2 separate regions of the Mus musculus genome follow, and region 1 is linked to region 2. A link is a contact called in public HiChIP or PLAC-seq data. All regions are on one chromosome and are shown on one strand. Each heading gives the region's core, a stretch centred on a gene start, on an enhancer-like site or on the middle of the called end of the contact. The rest is flanking DNA. Distances are from core to core; before and after follow the strand shown. Region 1 overlaps Gm40419 (a long non-coding RNA gene). Region 2 holds the start of 1810007C17Rik (RIKEN cDNA 1810007C17 gene).

Region 1 (5,434 bases), core at 42-2,541, 630 kb after region 2:
GCACAAATCTTAAATATAAAAATGACTAAATTATATATTTTTATTTTAAAATATCCATTAGTACTATTAGCCTCATTGTTATTTAAGCCTTGACTGCTTTTATCATTTCCTAAAAGTTTCATAGGGCACAAGAAGGAATAAGATCTTGGAAATCCATTGTAAGGCACTTATAACCACTTACGCATTGGTTACCGAAAGTGTTTCATAGAACAAATAATAAATAACGTTATTTGCTTCTGGCAGAGTGGGTTCATGATTCCATAATGTCTGGGGAATGAAGGACGTTCTTGTCCATATGATGGAGGCAGCAATACTACAATTGTCTGATGTCACCCTTAAATAATACATTCAAAACACACACACATACACACACACACACACACACACACACACACACACACACACATACACATACAAACATACACACACATTTTGGGTTTATACTAATTTTTTCTCTAGCGAGTTTTGATTGTGAAGAAAATCAAGCTAAGCTAGCTTTGAGCAAGATTTTTATGAGTGTTTGGTTCTGTATAGAGTTCACAAAAGGCCCAATCTTTGTGCCTACCACTTTATTTCATTACGGTGGCATTAATTACTAAGCAAGATGCCAAGTAATTGGCAAGGGAATGCTCCGTGCTTATTTATCTGGTACCTTTATCCTATGCTCCTGGCTTCTCTCCTTTACTGCACTTTTACAATAGATTACCAGGATAGGAACATAAAGAGCACAGAGTCTTTCCTTTGCACTTTTATAACTCAACTTACCTTGAATTCTTTGCCTAATTTCAAACCATACCAATCAGAAAGGATTTGCACTAAACTAACATGTTAGTCACCACCACATATACAAGGATCTAAAGTCTAAAACAAGAAAAGACTACAGACTTCTAAAAGCAAGTTATTTACCTCGCCAAACATTCCCAATTCATTCTTGTACCTATGGATTCATTACTTCTTGGAAGCTCTGTGGGAGCCTGCCATAAAGACCGAACACATCAAGCAAACATCCTGAAGTCTCAACACTAGGGGCATCTCAAAAAACATACCAGGATGTATTTTTCTCAATTTCTTTTTATTTGCCCCCAGCTATTATCAATTGCTACGGTTTTATCTCTATGTTGATCATGACAAAAGATATGTTTTTCATAAAATAACACATTTGGACATAATAACGAGAACCTTGGTTTCTATCTTCACGTTGCGGAATAGCACGACTCGTGCTGTATAGTCGCAGTTGGCTGTCCAAGGACCCTGATGCCAAATTGCTGAGGATATTCTTGTCGCTATGACAAATTGCTTGCTGGTGGGCTGTGCAGAGTGTTGTTCTGGCAGCATCGGAGTTGTCTACGTGTCTGTCACTTGGTTAGGCTGCTTCAATCTTAGGTGATTCCACCCCACTCCCCACCCCCTTTCCGGTTTCCTCAATACATTTTTTTTCAAACTTACCTTTGCTTCTCAGTGAATGGGGACTTTAACAGTCACTCGTAATGAGCCTATAGAAATGCCTTCCAAGCTCTCGGCACAGGTATCTGTAGGGTGAGAGAAGGATTTTTTTCACAGTACCATGCTTGTTTTCCATACAAACCTACAGGCTGCCATTACAGCCACCCACATTCCGGTTGGCAACACACTCATGCTCTGAGAGCTTTAATGAATCCAGACAAAATTGAACAGCACTTCTGACACGCCGGAAAACGGTGCATTTTAATGATATGTTGCAGGGTGATTTATTTCTTTAATCTGTAAAATATTAATGGGCAATATTTTTATTAACAGTTCGTTAAAAAAAGATTACCCTGCATTTTATCTGATTTTTTTGAAAACTAAAGATATTGCTTTGCAAACTTCTTATATGAAGTGTTCCTTACTAAGAGGACTTTAAAAAAATTACATAAAAAATGTAAATAAGTAGGCAATAGTCAGTAAACAAATTGGCCTGGAAACCACCTAAAGGCAATCCCAGTCATGTCTGTTGACTACCTAGGAAAGCATATAATTTAATGCTTCCAGATAATTTGAGGACAAAAATCTAACCAACTGACAGTTTTAGATAAATAATAAACAGTACTCCTATTTCATTACCGAGTTTTTAATTAAGTACAAATGTAAAGAGCTCTTAAGAACCATAAGGGATTGAGTATTTTTAAATTGTTTTCAAAAACTAAAAAGGACATGGCAAAAACGTTTTTGGTTTTTTTTTGGTTTTTTTTTTTTTAAAGCAGATATTTTTCTTAGTCCACAGAATGATAGTGAGGCTTCTCTCTGAGACATATTCTATAGTGTTGGTTTGTTATTTAAGAGTCTAGCATGTGTAAAAAAAAAACAGCTAATGGAGCTTTTCACAAAAGATAATATACATTGGAATAAAAGGAAATGAACAGGCTTTTAATCTTATGTGGAAAAATGTTTGTTTTTACTGCTTTTGAATATAAATGTACTCATTGCTCTTCTTGTTCAAACTGTAGCCCTGAATTAAGTGGACTTTAAAGCTCTTCTAAATACATTAAAGATATGAGATTTGTTTTCAAAGAACTATATTTATATTTCCGAATGTGGGGAGGCGGGAGGTGCTGGGATGTGGAGAGAATAAAAGCTATTTTAACAGCTCAACTCTCAGGGATAGAGGTGAAAATTTCAGGACAAGGTGAAGCTTGAATTATTTTTTTTTCATGCCTATTGATAGAATTTGTCAACTCTCTGGACTGCATGGGTATTTCCAAAGTGAAATGTATCAAATTATCTTTCCCTGATGTGTTTGTATTTAGCTATACTCTCTGAAGCTCTAGCAGCACACATTTCTGACACTTAGTAGCATCCAGTGTGAGGCTATTGATCCTAAAATTGCTAGGATTTTCTTAGAAGGCTGGTTGTTGGTTCTGGGCTGTTGTCACTGAAGTGGTTAAAGCTTTGTTTGTTTGTTTTGTCCTGAATGGCTCTTAATGGATTAAGCTTTAGGCTTTCACCAAAGCAGTAACTGATTGTTAAAGTAGCAAGGAGTAAACTAACCACAGGGTGTGGTGTGTGTGTGTGTGTGTGTGTGTGTGTGTGTGTGTGTGTGTGTGTGTGTTGCCAAGGTAAAATCAATTACTAACGCTTATGCTCTGAAACCAAGCTAGTACAATATGTGTTAAATAAGATATGTCTTATTACACATCTTTAACAAGTCTCTCTCTCTAACTGGCAAGAAATTATGCTAACCTGAAATCTCAACAAATTAACTCTACTTACTCAAGACTAATTGAATTGAGTTGACTATATCTGTAGCTACTGAAATAGATAATAGTACCTGTAGTTGCAAGATCACAAAGTACTATGAAAATAATGTGTCATTATGTTTTGAATGTAGAAATGCTTTTCATAATTTATCAACAATACTCAAATAGTGATTCTAATCCATTTAAACCTTCAAGGCTACCACTGGAATATTAAGTTATATATATATATATATATATATATATATATATATATATACATATATATATATACACATATATATATATATATATAAATATATAATGCCTTCATAATATTGTGCTGTGGTTTTGGACTCTCATAATTAGGTTTTGGCTTAAGTGGTATTAAATAAGGGATTAATGAGTTGACGAGTAAAGAAACACTCATATCTGGAGAAGCAGATGGAAATGCATTAATTTATGGTACTGTTTTATACAGTGCAGTGCCAGCTCTTCTATAGGAAGGACTTATTAATGTCTTGATATCAATATATAATGACTTTAAAATCTATGTCCTCAAATCACAAAGTGGTGTCCCTCTGGACAACTTCAGGAATGTATGTGTGATAAAAATGCTGCAGACTATGGTGTTCTTTCTAGATTTGTAAATGATTCCCAAGACTGCCTTTTGAGTACCCTCTGCCCATTGGTCACAGATGGTGCCTATCTCTGCCTAACTGACTTTTGATATTCTATACAAAGTGTGCAAGCCTCCTCTCCAATAAGCAAATCATGAACCTGAAAAGAAATATATTGAATAAAATACATATGACCTCTACCTCAGTTTCAAATAAGCCCAGGATCTATTCATTAAAAAACCCTGGGGTTTGGAAATTTTCAACATAGTTTTTCTATAGAGATGTACATAGCTCCTGTACATAGCTCCTCCTCTAAATACATAATGGAATATAGGAGTTTTGTAAGTAAATCATATTGAGGTTTAGTACTATAAACATGTCAATTAAGAGCCCTCCATTATGTCTCTGAACTAATTGTGAACATGAATACTCCATTACATATTTGCATGTTTAAATAATAAGCATTTTGCTTTGCTTCTCAGGATATTAGTTCAATTCACTAAATTTCCTATGGAAAAAGATTAGCAAAATGTTCTCTTTTTCATAAGTGTTGCCCACAAAGCTATGAAACCTTGCAGTAACTTTCTAATTTCCATCTCATACTTATAATAAGTTCAGTAAATTGAAATGGATGAAGGGCTGTATTAAAGTCAATATGTAAGCTTCAAAAGAGGGTACATTTAAGATATAGAAAGAATGATCAATTCCACTGCAGGCCAGCAAAGTCCTTGTAATTTTCCAAATTCAATTCACCATCCTGATAATTGTGACGACAGAACTAGCTGCCACTATAAAACCAGAGCCTAGCATGAAGAGAAGGGCTTTTAATGAACATACTAAAAAGACGGCAATTTTTCTCCTTGCGTGTAATATTCTAAAATTAAGGTGGGGAAAATCCTTACAAAACCTAGATGAATACTCTTAGTGAATGACTAATTTGGTAATTGTGTGATACCCCAAAAGCAAATGTAGTACACACACACACACACACACACACACATTGCACATTTAAAAATCCATGCTAATTTATCATACTCCTTTTTCTGAGTCACTGTACCCTAATAAAAAGGATAGGGGGAGGTTTTAAAGAAAAGACTTCCACCCTCCACCCCTACCCACCCCCACCCCAACCCTTCCATTTTTCAGATCTGAAATCCTTCTAACTGACCTATTGCACACACACACCCCCCACCAACACCTTATGGAAAACAAAACAGACAAGCTGTGTATACAGAGGCTCTGGGCTTCTCTTTGGTTATAAGTATTTTTCTATCTTTTTCCAGTCCTTGATCATTTCACCTCCCATACCCTCAGTCTTATCTTGCAGCTCACAGGCCACTATTGCACCTCCTTCTGAGTGTGTTAAAGCCCTGCACTTCTATGGCCCCTTTGTGCTGGAGTGTGGGGGAGGGGCTGTGAGGGAAGCACATGGCCTGTGATGGTCCCTAATCTTCCCTGTTTACACACCACCTGTGAAAGAGGAGGAAACTTTCCAGGGTTTGAATGAAAAGCTTTGGCCTCTCCTATAGACTGGGATGCACCAGGCGGAAATACTGTTTGTTAGCCCAGCTGAACTTTTGAAAGATCACACACGACAGAGTAGCTATAGGCCATACCAGATCA
Region 2 (5,519 bases), core at 2,850-5,349:
ATACCACATGTAAATATTTATTCTTCTCTTGTTATTGTAATTATCAAATTTCCCTGGATACATCACCTGCACTAATGACACCTTTGCTAATTGGATGCATATCCTTTGTATAAATGTTAAAAAAAAAAACCCAGCCTGAATAGAGTCATGTGTTTAGTATTCAGGAATAAAGGAACTTTTTAAAAAGCGGGAGAAGCTTGAGAATGAGATGAAAAAGCACAGATCATTCACTTTATTCAGTGTCTTCACAAAACACTGTGATCGGCAACATTCTTTATTCATAGACAATCAATCATTAACTTATTTTTAACTTTCAGAGGTTGTTTGAACTCAGGGCAGCTCCTCTTCAGTACATTACAGCATGTATCTTCAGTACATTACAGCATGTATCTTCAGTACATTACAGCACGTATCTTCAGTACATTACAGCATGTATCTGACTCACTGGATTGAATGTCTTTGGGAGAAAAGGTGCAGTATGATTCAGAATAAAGGAAATTGAGGGAACAAAGCATCATTTCCACTTAAGGAAAAGGTAAAGGTTACATGGATGAAACTTAGTCCTGGATTTGTTTCCCAGGACACTGTCTTATTAATCAACATAAATTTGGAACCACCATTTAATGGCAGAGAAGTTAACAAAGATTTCACTCATTAATTATTCTAAAGAAACAGCACTTTTTAAAGTGTCTGGTTGACACCTCTAGCATAAATTTTGTTATCTTAGGAATTTGCTTCATTCTTTTTATACAGCTATGAATCATTTAATGCCCATTCTTTTAGTATTTAATATCTGAGAGCAGACACTGACAAGGAAATGACCAAAAATCCAAACCTGTGACTAGTACAAAGTAAACAAGGGAAGATTTTGTGTGTGTTCATCTAGTCTGAATGTGAAAAATATTTGTTCTTTTGTCAACTAAGATTCTCTTTGCAAGTTGAAACATTTAGCTCTTTTTAACTGGCTAACCTCTAGAGTAGTGTCAAGGTGTGTTTGAATAAGTCATATGTATCTCCATCTTCTCTTGGTATAAATTTCTATGGCAAATATAAGGTCTCTATGTTTACCTACTCAAATCAAGCAGCTGCAAAATTTAAACATTATATTTTTATATGCAATTTCTAATGAACGATGTGGCTGATTAATGTTCTCATAAATCTATAGCAATCATTCCTTATAGCATTCTTCTTGTATTTATGCTCATGTTTATTAATATTTCATAGGGATCTATATTTTATCGACTTACCAAGACAACAAAAGAGGGTCATGCTTAGAATTTCCAACATTTTTCCCATTCTTTTAATATTAAGCTCCTTTTACAAAAGTATCGTAGCATTTTAAAATGATATGGAGACAGTACTTTCTGGCTTTTAATTCCTATTGATATTATTTCCCTTTAGAAAATGCAATAAATAAAATCAGTGATAATTTGCAATTATAATTAACACTTACCTGAAGAGGAACACCTTTACTATATAGGTAAAGAATTGATAAAAACCTGTAAAGGCAACATTGATAGACAACATATATATTGAATGACTAAATAATTCAATTTAATGAGCACATACTGAGTTGTCAACGTGTGCTGAGTGGTCAAAGGTTGATTGAAAGTCATACAAGAGACTTATCCCGTGAACAAGAGTCAACAACCTAGCCAATAAAACTTTGATAATCACATAAGTATTTAGAAGTCCTGGAATTAAAAACTTTCAGTGTGAACTATTGATACCAAAGAATACTGACTTTTAATTGTTGTTAAATTAATATTCTTGTTGTGAATTGTTTGTTCACTCATAAAATAACACTATTTTTTATTTAATGTGATACACATAACAACTTAAAAATGTTAACCAAGATATATGTGTCTCTTTGAAAATAAAAATGTGCAAAAGGGTTCATAGAGAGATGGCTCAGTGGTTAAGAGCACTTGGTGTTCTTGCAAGAAACACGATTAGGTTCCAAGTACCCACATGGAGGCTAATCATCTGTAATTCCAGTTCCAGGAGATCCATTACCTTTCTATGACCTTTGTAGGTATCAGGCATGCACATTGTACACATGTATACACATAGGCAAAACACCTACACAATTCAGTAAAAAGAACAAGTCTTTTAAGAATGTATGTTTGTGTACTCAAAGAATTAAATTTAAAGATACAACATCAAATCATATGTTTTGAATTCATTTAAAATGATATCTATGTACAAATTATCCATAGCGCTATGCATGGAAGTCATTATTATAGGCTTTAGGTCATAAGAAACATGTTATATGCAATAATGATGCAACCATCAGTGTTCACAACTGAAGGAAATACTGCCTACCATGTGGCCAAAATGTTTTTCACTGAGTCATGGTCGTAAGGGAAATCTTACAAAAACATTGAAAGAAATACTATAGATAGAAATAACTATGCTGCCATTAGGTATGGACGTGAAATATAATAGCACAACTCAAGGGATGAAACTCATCAGGGAATGATGCAGCTGTATCCACTGAACCATCCGTGGTGTGTTCATTCTAATTATTAACGCTGGAGACACATTCTACTCTGAGAACAAATTTGCTTGCAGATTATGTGGCCCTTCAGTACAAAGCAGTGGCTGCCATTGTAACATGATGCATGGTCTCCTTGTGTAGCTGTGCCTGACACACAGTACCACATGATGTCAGTCGGACATGTTGAAATACATGATCATATTAACAATTATTTTGTTATTGCTATTATGGACACTGTTGATGGAAAACACAAAGCAAAAGATTTTGTTGGTAGAAACAGAAAGAGGTAGCACACGAGGGATAGAGTGTGTTTTTCTTGGCTGGTCTTTCACTGCTGTTTTGATTTCATTTTTAGTTTTTGAGGACAACAAGGTAGCTCTATTCTCTATTTAGAATCAAATATGGGATAAATGTCTGTGGATATAGGAAACTAGAAACACAACTTCTGTAAGCTTCTTCATTCCACTCAATTTGACATCAGTGACACTACTAATAAAGTGTGGGTGAAAGTGTGAGGAGGGATTTTGACACAGGGGGCTGTACATTTAAACCTTTACATTTGCATGTTCTGAATTTATAGCATTTGAAACTATGTTAAATATGCGTTTTTGTGTTGAATATTAGAATTCTGCATTTGTCTTCAAAATAGAAGAAAAGGGGAAGGAATAGACATTCCTCAATGAGCATAAGAGATGGAGGAGGAGGCTAAAAAGTTCTCAGTTCCTAAGCATATTTGTTTTATTATAGATAATTGCACATTACTAAAACTTTTAGTTTTAAAAAATATCAAATAGATTTAATTTGTTGTAAAACAAACATTTTGTGGTATATTTTACACTTTTCTAAAGTTTGCATATGTCACATGGCAAGTCTTGTTAGACATATAGCATCCACCAATTAAATTAATATGTCCAGTGTTACACAACTCGTCAGAACAGAAAGTATATATTCATGTCATTAATATTTTTAATAAGAAAATTACATTTTGATGTCCGTAAAATGTTACCTTTTCTTAAATAAAATATGTAAACTGGATATTTCTCCAACACACTGGTCCATAGAACTTTTACTGAAACTCACTGAAATTTAAACCACTGTGTCTCTATTTGCTCTGTGCAACCAAGGAACTAAGACACTCTTGACTTTGAGGAAGAGTAGTAAATGACTATAAGGGTGAGATATGAAATAAATAATAAGTAAATTAGCAAATGTTTAATAAAACAATTAGCTCTGCCCCAGGGTTCTGCAGTAGCTTATGAATCCTTACCAGTAGTAGTTTACAGCTGTAACTTTCAGATATAATAGGAAGCTGAATCTTCTACAGGCAATGAAACAGATGATCAAATTCACAAGGGATTGCGTCAGGCTTTTTCCAGTACTAAAGAAACATATTAATCCTTGTCACTGTTTTCAGAAACGCTGTGACAGAAATAAACCTGTACTGTAACTTGGCCCTTTTAATGAGCTTCTGCAGTGTGGGCTTTTCACTCAGCACCTGAAAAACACAACAAAACACCTTTTATATTAAAGATGTGAGGTTTGCTGCTGGCTAAATTTGTACACACAAGTCTATAAACCAGTGCTCAGCCAGCTGGGAAGCAAGAAAGCAAATTCAGATTCTGCCATGAACTTCACAGACCAATTATCTACTTGGAATCATGGGAGTTTAACAAACAAATACCAGCCCCCGCTGAGCCTTTTCAGGCCAGCAGCTTATGGGTGATTCAGTAGCATCTGAGGCTTTTAGACTGATCAATTCTTAATCACAAAGCGCAAAAATTATTCTCAGACTCATGTCAGTTTCTTTGGACACCTTTGTTAACAATCTGCTTCAAATCATTTTTTTTTTAAGAAACTGCAGACACTGTTTTTATTGACTCCCCACTTGTAAAATGTTTATAGCTTGTTAATTTATATTTACCCCTTTACTTTTGCCTGCAAATCAACATCACTTAGCACAGTTTGGTTACACTTTGTCCAAAGGAAATTACAGAAGCCTGCTATGGGGCTAAAATGAAGGAAAGCTGCGGGAAAATCAATGCACTGCTGATTAAACAGATCGTAGCAAATTCACGGCTGTATGCTACAGCATGGAGACAGACAGTGTGATGCCTATCTAGCAGTTAATGCGCTCTGCGTCAGGTGAAGACAATTTCAGAACAAGGCAAAATCACCCAGAGAAGCAAGAACTGCCTCACCCAAGAACGCGAGTGTTTGGACGAAACTTACATTCCTTTTAAGCCAGTGCTTCACTGGGGAAATTAAAGTCACTTGGATGTTTGAAGAAATAAAACATTGTGGTGTGGTGTATCTTTAACTGTGATATTTTTACCATGAAAAGAATCATGTCATGGCAAAATACTCCCTCTGATCACAAGTCAGACTGTTTTTCCCTTTTCTCTTTTTATGGAATTTTAAGATTATTGACATTTTCTTTGTAGAATATCAATTAAAAATTTGTCTCTGGCCAAAATGAGATTGTTTATAGAGCATATCTGTATTAGTCATTGTATCTAATGAACATGTTCTAAAGAACTGAAATGCATGACTATTTTCTTATATTAAAATACAAGAATAAACAGAGAATCAGCCAGGTGTAAAAAGAAAATGCAGTTCATACATAATTAATTAAAATATATTGGGAATGCACAATATGAACGCAGGCTGGATACAAAGATAGCATATGTTTTCAAATCATTGTCAAGAGATAACCTTGGGATTACAAAGAGCTGTGTGCTGTTGTGGTTGTAGGTAAGGAACTCTGAGTTGTGGAAATCTGTTTAGGTTTCTGTGAGGCCAGGCTTTAGGTTATGTAGAAAAGTATGTGTGTCCTAAGTCAAGATCAGAGGTAGTGCCCTGTTTTAAACCAGTGTGAACTGCTCTGTGGCAAACTGAGTGTAAATGAAAGAAATTGGAAAAAATAACAAAAAAACCCAATGTTAAATATAATTATGTAATATAAATGTAAAATGTAAAATGAAAAATGTAATGAGAAGATATGATATCTCCACTCTTTTTC

The links. HiChIP or PLAC-seq counts read pairs in DNA pulled down with a chosen protein or histone mark.
Region 1: a contact with region 2 is called in an H3K4me3 HiChIP or PLAC-seq map of embryonic forebrain, with 6 times the contacts expected there. The contact joins the enhancer-like site here to the promoter of 1810007C17Rik in region 2. A contact is called at or near these places in 1 of 39 promoter capture datasets (hippocampal neurons), 4 of 484 Hi-C or Micro-C datasets (cortical neurons, forebrain and neural progenitor cells) and 4 of 115 datasets of contacts at active chromatin or transcription factors (astrocytes, embryonic basal ganglia, embryonic forebrain and 1 more).

Annotation. Positions count from the first base shown.
Region 1 is chr12:50,110,835-50,116,268 of GRCm38.p6, forward strand. Gm40419 (a long non-coding RNA gene) reads right to left here. Exons shown (of 3, transcript XR_872736.2): 2 at 1,447-1,529. Among named protein-coding and RNA genes, the nearest start is that of Gm40418, 6.8 kb to the right of the region's middle. Within about 2 kb of position 1,292, at least 27 of the 459 cell types and tissues checked have an H3K27ac peak or open chromatin away from gene starts, as enhancers often do. A contact at or near this core is called in cortical neurons, embryonic forebrain, forebrain and 1 more, where this site is marked.
Region 2 is chr12:49,476,763-49,482,281 of GRCm38.p6, forward strand. 1810007C17Rik (RIKEN cDNA 1810007C17 gene) reads right to left here and starts at 4,100. Exons shown (of 3, transcript NR_045472.1): 1 at 3,768-4,100; 2 at 1,248-1,395; 3 at 231-457.